Linked DNA regions of Drosophila melanogaster: region 2 is linked to region 1. A link is a contact called in public Hi-C data. All regions are on one chromosome and are shown on one strand. The core of a region is the stretch at or near the end of the contact, and the rest is flanking DNA. Distances in the headings are between cores, read along the strand shown.

Evidence for each region. Hi-C and Micro-C count contacts between places; a contact is called where the count stands out from the background.
Region 2: a contact with region 1 is called in a Hi-C map of the Kc167 cell line, with 4 times the contacts expected there. A contact is called at or near these places in 9 of 107 Hi-C or Micro-C datasets (the Kc167 cell line, the S2 cell line, brain and 3 more).

What each region holds. Positions count from the first base shown.
Region 1 is chr3L:15,822,184-15,829,499 of dm6, reverse strand. DCP2 (Decapping protein 2) reads left to right here and starts at 3,077. Exons shown (of 5, transcript NM_001259847.2): 1 at 3,077-4,029; 2 at 5,511-6,253; 3 at 6,319-6,537; 4 at 6,692-7,316. The coding sequence starts at 3,921. It overlaps dbo (diablo), which reads right to left and starts at 2,612. Exons shown (of 6, transcript NM_080250.3): 1 at 2,404-2,612; 2 at 1,449-1,554; 3 at 463-1,181; 4 at 1-314. The coding sequence starts at 1,497.
Region 2 is chr3L:17,030,930-17,038,245 of dm6, reverse strand. beg (bad egg) reads right to left here and starts at 2,578. Exons shown (of 1, transcript NM_140693.3): 1 at 1,381-2,578. The coding sequence starts at 2,547. The coding sequence ends at 1,408. scaf6 (SR-related CTD associated factor 6) reads left to right here. Exons shown (of 12, transcript NM_001038939.2): 8 at 1-315; 9 at 373-540; 10 at 612-926; 11 at 991-1,162; 12 at 1,216-1,387. It overlaps Ilp8 (Insulin-like peptide 8), which reads left to right and starts at 6,166. Exons shown (of 3, transcript NM_140692.3): 1 at 6,166-6,360. The coding sequence starts at 6,349. lncRNA:CR45756 (long non-coding RNA:CR45756) reads left to right here and starts at 5,638. Exons shown (of 1, transcript NR_124963.1): 1 at 5,638-6,191. It also overlaps lncRNA:CR43250.

The sequences.
Region 1 (7,316 bases), core at 1,828-4,327:
CCGCAGCGTCGTTTGCTCATGGGAGCGACCATTTTCCAGTCGTTGGTCTGAGGATCGAAACGCTCCACGGAGGCAATAGCATCGCCGGAACACCAACCGCCCACGGCGAACAGGACTTCGCCTCGTCGAGTTGGCTTTCGCGGTCTGGTGCGTGGACCCTGCATCAGCGGTCGCTCCTGCGGAAGCAACAGATAGTTCTTAGCCTCATCCACCAAATCCCGGCAGGCCTCGTCGCTGCGCACCAGGAGATCAGAGCCCACCGTGCCAACCAGGAACTTTGGCGACAGCAGAGGCAGACGGACGTGTTGGAGCACCTGAGAATATTCGAAAATATCAATTCATTATTTATTTATTAGTTGCAATACTTAAAAATTGAGCTGTTTATATTATTCCAAAGTAATTATCAAACGGAACAAGTAGGAATCGGTGAGTAGTAATCAGATATGGTTTACAGTAGCTCACCTGTGCCAGATGTTGTCGCCGCTCGGCGACATTGTACTTGAGCCAGGACATGACCGCGTTGAAGACCTGCTCCTCGGAGCGCACGTTTAGCTCGTCGCTGCAAATGATGTCCACCAGCTGGCCGACGGGGAGCAGCAGAAACTCCTCGCTCTCCATCACCTCCTGGAAGTTGTGCTGCGTGAATTTGTCGGCGATCCGTAGAAGTTCCCGGCAGGAGTGTGTGTCGGCAAAGGCGCGTATGCCCAGGCAGTTGGTGGGATCCAATTGCCGTTTGAGGAACTCGCAGCAGATGTCCTGAATCTCAACCAGTTGAAGCAGGCAGGCGGCGGGAAGGAGGGTCTGGACATTCGACTCCTCGACGATTATGTGGGCGGTGTAACAAAAGTCGATGAGCAGCTCCATGGCATTCTCATCGATGTCGCGTATGGTGACCTCAGTCTGGCGCGATTCCTCCAATTCGCCAGTGAACATGGCACAGAAGTAGGAGCTGCAGGCGGACAGGATTACCCGGTGGGCAAAGATCTTCCGTCCGCCCACGTTGAGCACCACATCGCAGAGCTCCCGATGGCGCCGTAGCATATTTAGTTCAGTGAGCGTGACCTTCGGATGTTTCTCGGACGTGTGAGAGAGGCGGGCGGGCGACGGAGGTCGGTCCACTGCCGTAGATCCAACGGAGGAGCCGCCACCAGCCGTGGAATTACCACCGGTACCGGTGACAGCTGTTGGCATACATAATGATTTTGAGTATAAAAATACCATATGTTTGGAATAGTACAAATAAACTTAATGGTACCGATTAATTGGAATTGTGAATGAGAGTTCAAATACTTTTTTATGAAGGAAAAACCTTTTCTAATAGTATTTTTTAGCTGAAAGATCATAGTCTTACGAACAAATATGAAGTATTTAAAGTCACATGAGGCACACAGGTTGCCCCTGGCTTGCTCTCTTCCCAATTCCAAACCAAGCTCCTATCAAATCCTTACCAGCATCCCGTGGTTGAGCGGTGGAGCCCGAGCCCGGCAGGTCGCCCATTCTGTTCGCTGCTAAGCGCAGCGGGCCGGAAGCAACCCAACCCCACACGGCGTCTATCTGTGGGCAGAAATGGTAGTATATAGTAGAATAGTGATTAATGGTCAAGTCAAAGTAAATTAAATCAATGCGTAGGTAGGGCGTAGAAGGGCGGCATTGAACTCGATTATAAGTAAGTAAGTAACTAATCAATTTACAAGGACATTGTGCTTCGTTTAATATCTTCTTGAAGCGACTGTTTACTTAATAAATTAAGTAATTGTACATTTTTGATGCAAATAATTCATATTCTGGGCACTGGATGTGGAAATTCTGATTTATTTTTCTTGTCCTCCGCCCTTTTGCACCACCCACACACAGACATGCTGTGTAACACGCACACATTCACAACTTCGGATCTGCGGATACTAAGGTGGACCTTTCGACTAAAGAAACATCTTAACACTAATACGAGTGTTATTTAAGGTATTCATTCAACACGTTAAGTTTAACAATCCACCATTCGTATAAATGATATAAAATAAATATTAATAATCCTTAAATATTTAGAAACTTTAAGCTAAAAGATCGTTACTTGAAACTTCTGTTTTGAATCTTAAAATAGCTAAGTTTTAAAATTAAAACATGTACTTTAATTGGTAAACAAATTGGCAGGTTGAGTTAATCGATGGTTAAGATAAACAGTTCTCTAGTTCAATAATATGCTTGTGGAATTATCTTCAACCTAATTTAATTAAAACTGAAATCTCTTTTATTCATGTGATATATGTTCAATCGCTTTTACAACATTCACTCCATGGAACACCTTAAAACTGAAAGGTAACCTGGTCCACCCACAAGCACACACCACACACACACACACGCGGATGATGTTGGTTTAGATTTCGATGTATATGTTGGTGTCCCAACCTTTGCGTCTCTGTTCTCTACGGATACAAAGCACGTCCAGGGCCAGCTGCAGGCGGAAAATTTCGAAAATGCAATCTTGATGGCTTAAAAGGACCACATCGAAGATTTTCCTTGCGCGAATTGCACTTTTCAGTACGGAAAAATCGTTTTTTGGTTGGCCTGGAAAAGTCGAAACACGAAACGATTGGTATGGCGATAGAGATGTGAGAAATGCATAACAATATCAGTGTATCGATATTTTTGAGAATACACTTATTTATATTGTGATACTTTGGTGGACATTTCGTTATATCGATATTGTTATTAAATCGTAAACGTAAGCTAATTTTAAGGAGATCTGTTTGAAATATCTCTTCACATTTTTTTTCGAAATTAAAATAAGAGATCACATATTTTTAAATAATTAAAAATAAAATAAACACTATTTGTATACAACTACAAGTAAGTGCAACGGAAGGGAATCTAACTGTGAATTATTGAAATCATTATAATAATCTCTTAAAATTTTCATTAGTAAACTGTCTTTTAATATTCCCGAAAAAATAAGCAAATAACGTAAGACAGGCTTTGTAAGAGTACATTTATCACAGAGCCAACTGTATTTGGCTTCCCTGGTCGCTAAAGAAACGGTATATTTTGGTATCTTAGTGAGCAGCATGCTGGTATTTTTTATTTCATACTATTTCTATACGCGACGCTGAAGAGGAAGGCGAGTTTTGAGCAGTTGAAAAGCCCGTTAAATAGTGCAAAATAGTAGCTAATTTTAAGTGCAACGTGTAAATAAAGGCAATTTAGATCGCGAAAAAGTTCGGTGAGCAAATAATAATTTGAGATTGGAAAGTGGAAAGTACGTGAACTGGGCGAGAAAAGAAAACGGAAAAACGTGAGACTGTGTGCGTGCGAAGAATTTTCCGTCTCCCTCGCACCAAAGTGGAGCGCACTCAATTATTTTGTGGATGGAGTGGAACACAAACAACAAAAACGACAACGACTATAGCAATAACAAAAACGACGACACAGCAACAAAAACAGCAATAGCAACAACAGAATTAAATGCAAATGCAAAACATGTTGAGGGAAAGAGAGCGAAAATCGAGAGAACAATAGCAAAAGGATGTAATGCAACCGATGGAATAACTAGAGTACAAGTACAAAAATTGCATTGGAAATTTAAATTCGTGCGACAAAAGCGGACGATTGCAGAAATTTTCGAAACTTGGCAGCCATATTTACTACAAAAGCAACGCCGTTGTAAAAATACGTGACAAAACGCTTACACACACATACTCACATTCGTACACCCACACACAGTTGCGCTCTCTCACACACATACACACAGTTGCGCTCTCTCACACATAAACACACAAGCGTATCGAAAGACTGGTGCAGACAGAGAGAGACGCGAATGTGAATTAACAAACAAACAAAAATATTTTGCGAAAAAGACAAACACAAAAAGTAAAGCCAATAAAGTGTATTACATAAACAAACGGAGCTCCGATATCTAAATAAATATTATGGAAATCGCACCACTGATCAATAACGCCGTCGCTGTCGTCACAGCCTCTGCCTCTGCCGCCGTCTCTGCCTCTGCTAGCGTCGGCAGTAGCAGCAAGGATGATAACGGTAGGCGGGTCTCTAGATGATAAGCGGTACACTTCCAGTGGGTTCATAATAAACTATAAAAATAATAAAATATATGTAAATACAAAGCATAAAGTGTAGTACGTGCTCGAAAGAGTCACACTTTCTCGTTAAAGAACTTCACGTTCTATCCATATTATATGATTATTATGTTTCAAAATCCTTTATAATCAAAAGCGAATTAGACAATCAGAATATCTCCCACCCAGCAATTCATAATCTATATAAAATATAGTCAGAATATTGCAATCATACAAAAATAAATACAAACACAAGGACTTAAGTATTTGGCTTTAATCAAAATATATCCATTTGTTTCTTTGCCTTAATTAGTTTACATCATTAATAATCGTATATTTTTAAGGCTAATATCACGTAGCTAAAAACTAAAGAACTAGGCTAATTTTTTATCTGGTAAGATAAAAAGTAAATAAAAATTTCAGCGGCCTTGAATCAGATTCACAAATCAAAAATAGACAATGTTACTAGTTGTTGGGTTATGCGTAATGTAGAATTGGTAAAATTTTCCGCTTAATGTTGAAGACAAAACTTTCTTCTCAACTTCCAATCAACTGTATGCCACCAGTCTACGTTATCGGGGTCGTACTGCAGCACTCAGTGCACATTGCACAAGTAGTCACCCACACCAACTCTAGTGTGCGTGTGCATGGTGCAACACATTTCAACGGGGTCGCTGAACTGCCCGTGTGTTTTTTCTGCTTTCAATTGTTTTTTTTAGAGGCCAAGCGAACGGAGTACGACGGCAATAGCCTAGTAATAGTAGTGGTTTTGCCGCTTGTCTCGCTGTTTGTTGTTGCGCAATTGGCAGCGCAGAAATGTACGTAGATCATTGGCCAGGGGATTGCGATTACTCAGCAATTCCTCAAGGTGCTCCACTAGCATTTGCCTTAGTTTCCGAGACAGCATGGCAACCAATGGTCGAAAAGGGTTATTTTTAGGCTCTTACAAAGGGTGCTTATCGAATCAAGATGATTGCCATTAAAGGTAAAACTGCTGGGAATTCAAAATAACGTAACTTCTTTCAGAAAATATATCTAAAAAAGTTTCCATTAAAGACTATCTTAGGACACAACACAAACATTTGCTAATCAAGAAGAAATATTTCTTTTAAAGCTTTAAACACGCAAATTAATTAAACATTTTCTTCGACAAGAAATAGAAACAATAAAAGTATTTATAAAACGTAGTTATCTTTGCATTGTTTACCAAAGCTATTACGTTTGCTACGCATTAACAACGATTCAATACATATACAGCTCGTAGGGTAGGGTATAGATATAAATTTTAAATTTGTATTGCTTGTATCTAAAACTACATATGTGTGAAATGAATGTATATCTTTCAGCTGTTTATGTAGTTTCATTACCTCGTTGTGTTTTCATTACTATCAGTTTCTTGGGGCCGTGTGCTTATCTATCAATTTTTCCCCTCTCTATTTCAAGTCAACAATCTAGCGTTGCTCGCGTCGCTGACTTTACAAAAAGTGCTAAATATCAACAATAACAATAACCAGCACAGCAAGAACAACAACCACAGCGACAATAGCAATAGCAAACAACACGAGCAACAAAAACAGCAGCAGCAACCACAACGACGAAACCTCGACATTAAAAGCGAGTATGATGTACTAAACCAATTGCTAAAAACTGGAGCTGTTTTCACCGCCACGCCCACAGCGCCAATTGCCATCGAAAGGAGGAAGCAGACGCAGCAGCAGCAACGTCCATATGCACAACAGGCACATCAACAGCAGCAGCAGAAGCAACGCCTAAACTCATCCATATCATCGACCCACTCATCGACATCGACAAACTCCTCCTACGGCAGCTCATCATCGGAGGATGCTGCAGGCACATCTGCGCCAACGGGAGCAGGTGAAGTTGTCACATCAGCAGCATTAACACCAAGAGCAAGCACCACGAAGGCGTCCAGCAATAAATTGCCAGAGAAATCGAAAATTCCGTCCGATATACTTGATGATCTGGCCAGTCGATTTATAATCAATGTTCCGGACATGGAGCTAAACAATCTAATACGTATGTGTTTCCAAATCGAACTGGCCCATTGGTTCTATTTGGATTTCTTTTGTGCCCCCGAATCTGGCGAGGATGGCGAGACCCCGAAGTGCGTGCAACGAAAGCTGCCATCGGTGGGCATCAAGCAGTTTGCCATGCAGTTGTTCCAAGTGAGTTTCGGATTTTGATAGCTTATGTTCTTTGAGTTATATAGATAATATTAATCTTACACCAGCACATTCCCTTCCTGAACAAACATTTTGGCACCGTGGATCAAATCCTGGACGAGTGGAAGAACTACAAGCTATCGGTGCCCACTTATGGCGCTATTCTGGTGTCCGAGGATCACAATCACTGCTTGCTAGTGCAGTCCTACTTCGCGCGCAACTCCTGGGGATTTCCCAAGGGCAAGATCAATGAGAACGAAGACCCAGCCCATTGTGCAACGAGAGAGGCAAGTCGGGAATATATTGGAATTCTAAAAAATATTATTGTGAAAAATGAATGCATTCAATGTGGTGTTAAAAAAAAAAAGAAGTGAAATGGAATTACTTTACATGGTTTATGGACTTTGAAAACAAATTTATTAATCTCCGGTGATTTTTTAGGTTTATGAGGAGACCGGGTTCGATATCACGGACCTAATCGATGCCAACGACTACATCGAGGCGTTCATCAACTACCAGTACACGCGGCTGTACGTGGTGCGAAACATACCGATGGACACGCAGTTCGCGCCCCGCACTCGCAACGAGATCAAGTGCTGCGACTGGTTCCGTATCGATGCGCTGCCGGTGAACAAGAACGATGCCATATCAAAGGCCAAGTTGGGCAAGACCTCCAACTCCTTCTTCATGATTATGCCGTTTGTGAAGCGCCTGAAGAAGTGGGTGAACGATCGGAAGGCTGGAATCGAGCCGCGTCGCCGCAAATTCTCTGGTCAGCAATCGCCAAAAGCGGCCTCGCCCACCAATATGAACGGAAATTGCAAGAAGGACGTCACAGGAGTGCGAAATGAATCGCAACGACAGAGGCACAAGTCCATGGGCGACTTGGATGGCGTCAAATTGAATAATCTCAATGGCAAGGGGACCGTTGGAACGGGAGCGGGATCGGCAGCTTCCGCCTCCGCCACCGCTGCCATCAACTCGATGAACATATGCAATAGCAATGGGAAACGCAATAAGCAAAATGCGGCTGCGGGCAGCAATCAGGCAACGCCAACTACAATAG
Region 2 (7,316 bases), core at 1,329-3,828, 1.2 Mb before region 1:
CAATGCAGCCATTCGCGCGGTTATAACCAACAAACCCGAAGACGGAACATTGGAAGATGGCCAGCAACCACAGAAATTGGTCGACGGAGAATCTGGAGAACCTGTTGTGATCGGAGAGCCACAAATACCCACAGCGCCTTACTACGACCTGCCAGCGGGCCTCATGGTGCCGCTCATTCGTCTGGAGGATTACAACTACAAAGCCCTCGATCCGGCGGACATTCGACTGCCAGCTCCAGCGCCACAAAGCGAGCGATTAACAAATGCATTGAACGCCTTCTATTCCGCACCCTCACACGATCGTCCAAGGGATAAGTAAGTATTTCAATTTGATGTTATTGAGCGTTCCTTATAAATGGGCTTATCTTGCAGTGAGGGTTGGGAGAAGCTTGGTCTCTATGAGTACTATAAGGTGAAGAATGCGGCGCGAAAGCAAAAAGAAGAGGAAATCAAGGACGGCATTCGAGAAAAGTCGCGGTCGCCAAGTCCGATTGTGCTCGAGAAACCCCTACCCAAAAAGAGCAACAAGCGAGTTTATCGGTGAGTGTTGGTTTTCCATCAAAAATTTTCACACAAAAACTAGAAATATTTGCACTTATTTTCTTGCGCAGATCCAAGAGTCGCAGTCGCTCCCGCTCAAAAACGCCGCCCCATCGAGATAGATCGTTGTCTCGCTCCCGATCCCGCTCGCGATCCATGGAGCGCTCTTTAACGCCGCCACCGATGAATCGGAGCAGGTTGGGCGGTGGTAACAACCGCAAGGGTCGCAATCGATCTCCTCGCCACGAACGGGACAACAACAGCGGCAGCACAAATACCAGAGAGGGCCGTGGTGATCGTGGCAATTCCAATAGCCGAGACAATGGCAACAGCACCAACCTAAGACGAGTGGACCGCGACAGATCTCTAACACCTCCGAGCTTTCTGTAAATCATGGCTATAGTACAATTTCATGACAGTCGGACCAATGAGCTATCTTTGTTTTTCCAGGGGAAGCACATTTGCCAAGCCAGCGGATTTCATCGAGGAATCGAACAAGGGCCACCAAATGCTCATGAAAATGGGTTGGGCGGGCACGGGAACTGGACTGGGCTCAAAGAATCAAGGCATCGACACGCCCATTTCGGGAGGCGAGGTGCGCGATCGTCGAGAGATGTACAAGGTGAAGTGGCAAGAGTGCGCAAGAAAGGACAACTTATAATTTTCTATCCACAGGGAGTGGGCGCTAATATGCACGATCCCTTCGAGAGCTTTCGGAAGAACAAAGGAGCTGCCTTCGCGCACCGGATGCGATCGCGAGACGACAAGAGTTAGGATCTGCCAACGGTCATAACTTCCCAGTTTTTTGTTTCCTTTAGCCCAGAAAATATACATTTTTATAAAAGCGAACTGAATTTTTATACAAGATTAGGCTATAACATTAAAGCTGGATTGAGCGGCCTTGGCATTTACTTTTTCCAGGACCTGGACCAGGCCCTTGCCAGGACCGCATTCGAAGGTGCGTGGAAAGTCGACGCCCTGCTTGCGCTCGTACATCTCGTGGAGAGTCTGCTCCCACTTGACGGGCCTCACGATTTGCTTGGGCAGCTGCGTTAGGATGTGCTTGGCATGGCGATAGGGTTTGCCATCCACATTGGAGTACACTCTAATGACGGGGTCCTGAAGTCGCACCGTTTTCAGGGCTTTGGTAAATGGCTCCACGGCGCTTTGCATTAGAGGAGTGTGAAAGGCGCCACTGACAGCCAATCTCTTCATCCGCCGGATTTTGAAGGACTTGGCATTTTGTTCCAGGAACTCCAGGGCCTCTACGTTGCCGGCCACTACCTTGCAGTGCGGATACATGTAGTTGGCGATGCCACAGTAGGGCGACTCCACTCCTTTGTCCAGACACCATTGCTGCGCACGAGCGCAGGCCTCTCCCAGATTGGTATCCGGTCCGTAGAGAGTCATCGCCATGGCTCCGGCTGCCTGGTCACATGCCGCCTGCATGGCGGTGGCCCGCACCTGCACCAATCGCAATGCCTTGTCGAAAGGCAGGGCATCCGCGTACACCAATGCGGTAATCTCGCCCAAACTAAAGCCTGCGGCAGCTACACACGTTTCAATGGCCTTGGGTCGCTCCTCACGCAACTGCTCCAGTGCTGCCAGCGAGGATACCATCACAGCCAGCTGAGCGTGCTCCGTGCGATTCAGTTTCTCACGTGGTCCCTCCAGGCAGATCTTGAGCAGATCGTATTTCAGCACCTCGTTGGCCAGCTCGAAGATGCGACGGGCGCCCGGGAACCGGAGCAGGTCTTTGGCCATGCCCACGTACTGGGTGCCCTGACCGGGAAAGAGCATCACACTTGTTTCCTTGGGATCGATGGCGGGCCGGCCTTTCTGTTCCAGCGGCTCAGAAAGCTCGTTGAGCAGTTGCTGCCGCTTCTCCGCGTTCTGCAAAAGGGCGGAGGTTTCTGTTGTGGCCTTCGCGGCATCGCTGCTCCAGCGGGACCAGCTTAGGGCACCGGTAATCCGCGGTGATCGTAGTAATCTGCGGGCGGCCAACATTTTTGTTGAAGGAGTTCGCGGCATAACATAACAGCTGATTGGAGCAGAGAAAAGTAGATCATATCGATAACTGTAATGCGGCCATCGATAGCTTTAGTACTTCGATGATTTTAGTACAATTGTATTTTGAATTTTGGCGGCTTATGCTCAAAAACAATATGATCTTAAGAAATGGAAAACATTCAGTGCATTGTGATAATCGACACTTTATTGTAAATCTTAATTATTAAAGTCAACATGCTATATACGCTATTAAGTGGTTCAAGTATTTACTATTAACTTTAAATAAATCCAATGGCCAATTGGAATTGGTAAAAAGATCAAAATTCCCAGGTATTTTATTTCCCCAGACATCTTAGTCATGGTCTGCGGTCTTTTTCCACTATTTATAGCCAAACTTGATTTATGTTGCTAGGCTCTTATTTAGTCGTTGATGGTCATGACGAAATAATGTTGGTTGTTTATTCATGAGTCACTGACTACATAGAAACTGAGCCAAGTTTTTAGTTGAGTACAGAGTAACAAAGTTACTGTGCTTAGTAACATTTCATTTAAGATACTATTTTAAAATATTAATAATTTTTTTTTTTTTTGGTGTAGCCTTTTATTTATTATTTAAAATCTGTCCTAGTGGACAATAATTAAATTTTATGGAGGGAAACATTAACGTAAGGGGAGTACATCGAGTGTACTTGGGTAGGGGAATATTAATAATGACAATATTTTTCTGAAGAAAATTTGGAAGCTAAGTTACGACTTTTCGTTTCATTTGCATTGTATTCTATAATTTACGTTTTCTAAAGTCAGACCTTAAATATCTATGAAAATTTAAAGAAATAATAGCTCTTTATATGTTTAAATTCAAAGACATAAGATTAAAACCCTGCCAAGACAAAAGAGTATTTTTTGGCCATGTGCTATTCGGAACCCCCGAAATAAGAGTTTCTAATTTGAAATGCGATCCCAGCAAGGCAATCGCAGAGTTTTTTGAACCCAGGGCAAAAGAATAACCCTCCGGCAGGCCGAAAGAATTGGCTGCGGAAGATGATGAGGATAGGGAAGGATGGGGATGGTGATTGGGATGGCAAAGGTGAACGACAAAGCCGCCGGCAAAGTCAGACACCGGAGATGACGTGACGCACCACTTTCGCCCTCAGTTCAAGGAACACATCTCGGGCATCAAAACAAAAACACTAGCTCACACGCTCTGCCAGCGGTCCTGCCAGTGTCCCTTGTCCATCCGCCCATGGTCCGATGCGATCTTCCCAGAAGACGGAGCGACATTCCCAGCTCTTTTCTTGTTGCCAAGGAAAGGACCCACCAGATATGTGTACCAATGCTCGTCTAGACTGCACGAATATCAGATCGTCGATGGACCGGCGATTCTATTAGAAGCAGAACCTGTTTGCGGTTCATACTCCGTTGGGTTCTGTTGTATTTCGGCTGTTTTTTTTTTCTTTTCTTTCTGCCCAATTTTTTTTGTTTTTTTTTTCTTTGATAATGAGTCGTGAATTTGATGCCCAGGTAGGGGCATTCGACGGAGATCGTTGACATGGCGCAAGTGGCGCGATTCTTTAGATCAGGTTGTGAAATTGTATTTATGAATGAGAGTGCCCGTGGCGAACCAATTAATGCCGCATACCAGCAAGAGTTCCACCGAACCACAACGGCCAGCGCACACATTCCGAACCCAAGTCGGTGTTCCCAGAACGTGCCCGTTACCGTTATGCGTTGCCGATCGGATCGACGAGCGCGAGAATGCACATTCCGAAGGATACGTGCGAAATGCGGGAGAAAATGCAACTGCGCAGCAGCATTGCGCATACGCCACGAGGGCCGGCTAACATTTCCGCATGCGGGAATGCAACGAAAGCGAAAAGCAAGTGGCAAAAAAAAAGAAAACAGCATAACCAAAACGAATGTGGAAACGAAACCGAAACCAAATCCGAACCGAATCGGAATCGGAATCAGAAACGTAACAATCTGAACCCATAAAAAGTCGGCCGAAAGTGTGCATTGACCGAGAGAGCGGCTAAAAATATCCGAAAAAGAACGTAACACAAACGATCTGATAAAATAAGAACGCACGATGATGACGCCCGATCCAGAACAACCGTTAAGTGCTCCACCCCAAATGATGCTGCAACAGGGTGAGCGAAAGAGAGGGCGAGCCCGATACCGAAAGAGACAGAGGCAGAGCCGAACAGAAACGACAGTGAAAGTTCTACACTTTCGCTTTTTCACAGAACCCTGCTATCATACGAAAAGCAGCAATCGTAGAGATAGAAACCTTTGGAAATACAATACATAGTACATCAGCAAATGTGCGGTAACTTTATATATTATTTCTATATAAATCTGAATGTTTAACAACAATTTCGCTGGCCTTCCATTTTTTATTCACAACATAATACAATTTTTTTTTTTTAATGAATTCATTTTTTTAGACTTTGAACGAAATGCCCCCTATATGAACATTAAACTTTACTGTTTATTGGTTTCTGCAACCAGTTTTTTAAGAATGTTATGTTATCATTTAATTTCAGGTTGAATAAAACACCATGAGGTCCATTGGAATATTATTCAATGCAAAAATTTCTTAAGCTTTCAAATGTCTTAGCTTTCCATTGCTCAACGAACCTGTCATTCTAGACTCTTTACTTATAGTAAACAGTAGTACTTTGCCACTGAAAAAGATGGTAAAGGCATTTGGATCATTTTTTAGCATGCTAAATGATGAGTGAGTCTGGTACAAAGTATGATTTAACAAATGATTACCGCATTAAAGCTAATCACTGTTGTTTTTCTCGACTTTCAATGGGAAACGCCAGTCAACAATTTCAATTTTACAGTTCTTCAAATTCTACACACAATATTTGAATGGTTTTATGGGTCTGTTCAACTTGTTTATGGATCCACATAAATAAGCAATCATATTAGAGAAGCATGCACGGCTATCAAGAAGTGCGTTGCCCTGGTTGGAAAAGCCCCGGCAACAAGGTCCAAGTTTTCACTTTCACTGCCACCATCGGCCGTCAAATCACCAGTAGCTATTACTACCTTATTACATTGCCAAGGTGCGCTGATAAGAGTGTTTTTAGACTGTTCCAGCTAACAGTATTCGCCTCGGCTTTATCAAGAGCAGCAGCAAGTCCAGCAGCATGTGACTGTGACTCAGTGAGTCCGCCGAGTCCATTTATGTTGAAATTCGTTTAAGATCGAAACGGCGGCGCCATGAAACTATAAATGCCAACTCTTCTGGTCTGACGTCCGTTCCGAGGCCCATTGATAAAAAAAAATGTATATTTCTGAATGCTCGGCGCGCCCTGCCGCTTACGCAAAACTCCTGCGAGCGGATCCCGATCCCCAAAAAGCCGAGACCGAACCCCATAACCCATACCCCATACTCCATACCCGAAACCGAAACCGAAGAATTACAAATCCCGAAATCTGCTCTCTCTCTCTCTCTCTCTCTCACCCCCATCGCCCATTCCCATTGAAAAGTGAAGAGCGGCTGTCTGAGCGGCAAACTGAGCCGATCCGAAGCGCCGATCCTCGATTTTTGAGGCGCGTATAAAAGCTTGGCTACGTCGGCAACGAAAGCTCATTGTGCGCTCGCCGCTCGTGATTATCAGGTAACGTCGATCGGACGGACGGGTTAACCATTCAGCAAGTTAGCTCTGCAGCAAGTTTGCCCGCCAAAAGAAAACACGTATACGTAGTGTTGCAGCCAGAAAGGTGATCGACGTGCCTACTGATCTATTGATCTATTGAGAATTGTGATCCTAGAACGCCACTAAAATGAGTTCAAAGGTGAGTTCGAGTTGAAGTTAAACTCTTATTTTTGTTTTTTAACTATTACACTAGCATAACTAATTCGTGTAGCTCTTTAGCATTATAGTTGGTTAGTTGCTCAGCACCAAAGCATTAAACATCAAACATTCAGTTCTCAGAATGATTTCATACACCAAATTATGCATTCCTTGAAATCATTGTACTGAACTTAAACATTTCCAGTACAAGGTGGACTTTTCCAAATTGAGTCCAGAAATTTTCCAAACAAATAACTGTCTTCTAAGAACACTCCACTTTAATTACTTAAATTAGCTTCGCGCCACAAAAAAAGTGGGTGTGTGCAATTAACAGGCTGTCAGCTAAAAATATCAATATCCAATATAAACAAATGCGCTTTTGTTCTCCGCGGGCAAGAGCATAATGCCCGCATCGATTCCGAATCGGATTCATATGGCGGACTGGAGTGCTAAACAGACTGGAGTGTCACCGCAAGGTGCGATATACGAAATGCGAAATGCAAAATGCGGAAATGCCTACCTGCGGGGCGCATTACATAATTTCCACTTCAGCTCCAGATCGCCGTAATGTCGGGGAAGTTTCGGTCATTAAAAGCGGCAATTAAAATTCACCATTTGGCCGCGTCGACTTGCAAATGCGCTCCAGTTTATGTTTCGATCTTGATGCGATATTGACCCAGTTAATGGGCGGCATACTCCGGTGCGTGGGAGTCGGCGACGTCATCCAGACATCCCGGCATCCCGACACCCGGCTGTCGTCATCCGAAGTGGTTAATCCAGATGTGTCCAGAGCGGCGATCCAGATTCACATTGAAATGCCAAAGCAGGGCAGAGTGCAGCCGGTTAGAGGATCGTTGTAACACTTATGCGATAAATTCTGAACGTCAGCGATTTATAATTAGGAGCCGGAGGCCGGTTGGGTGTTTAATTTGGAATATACTCATACTCACTTGTTGT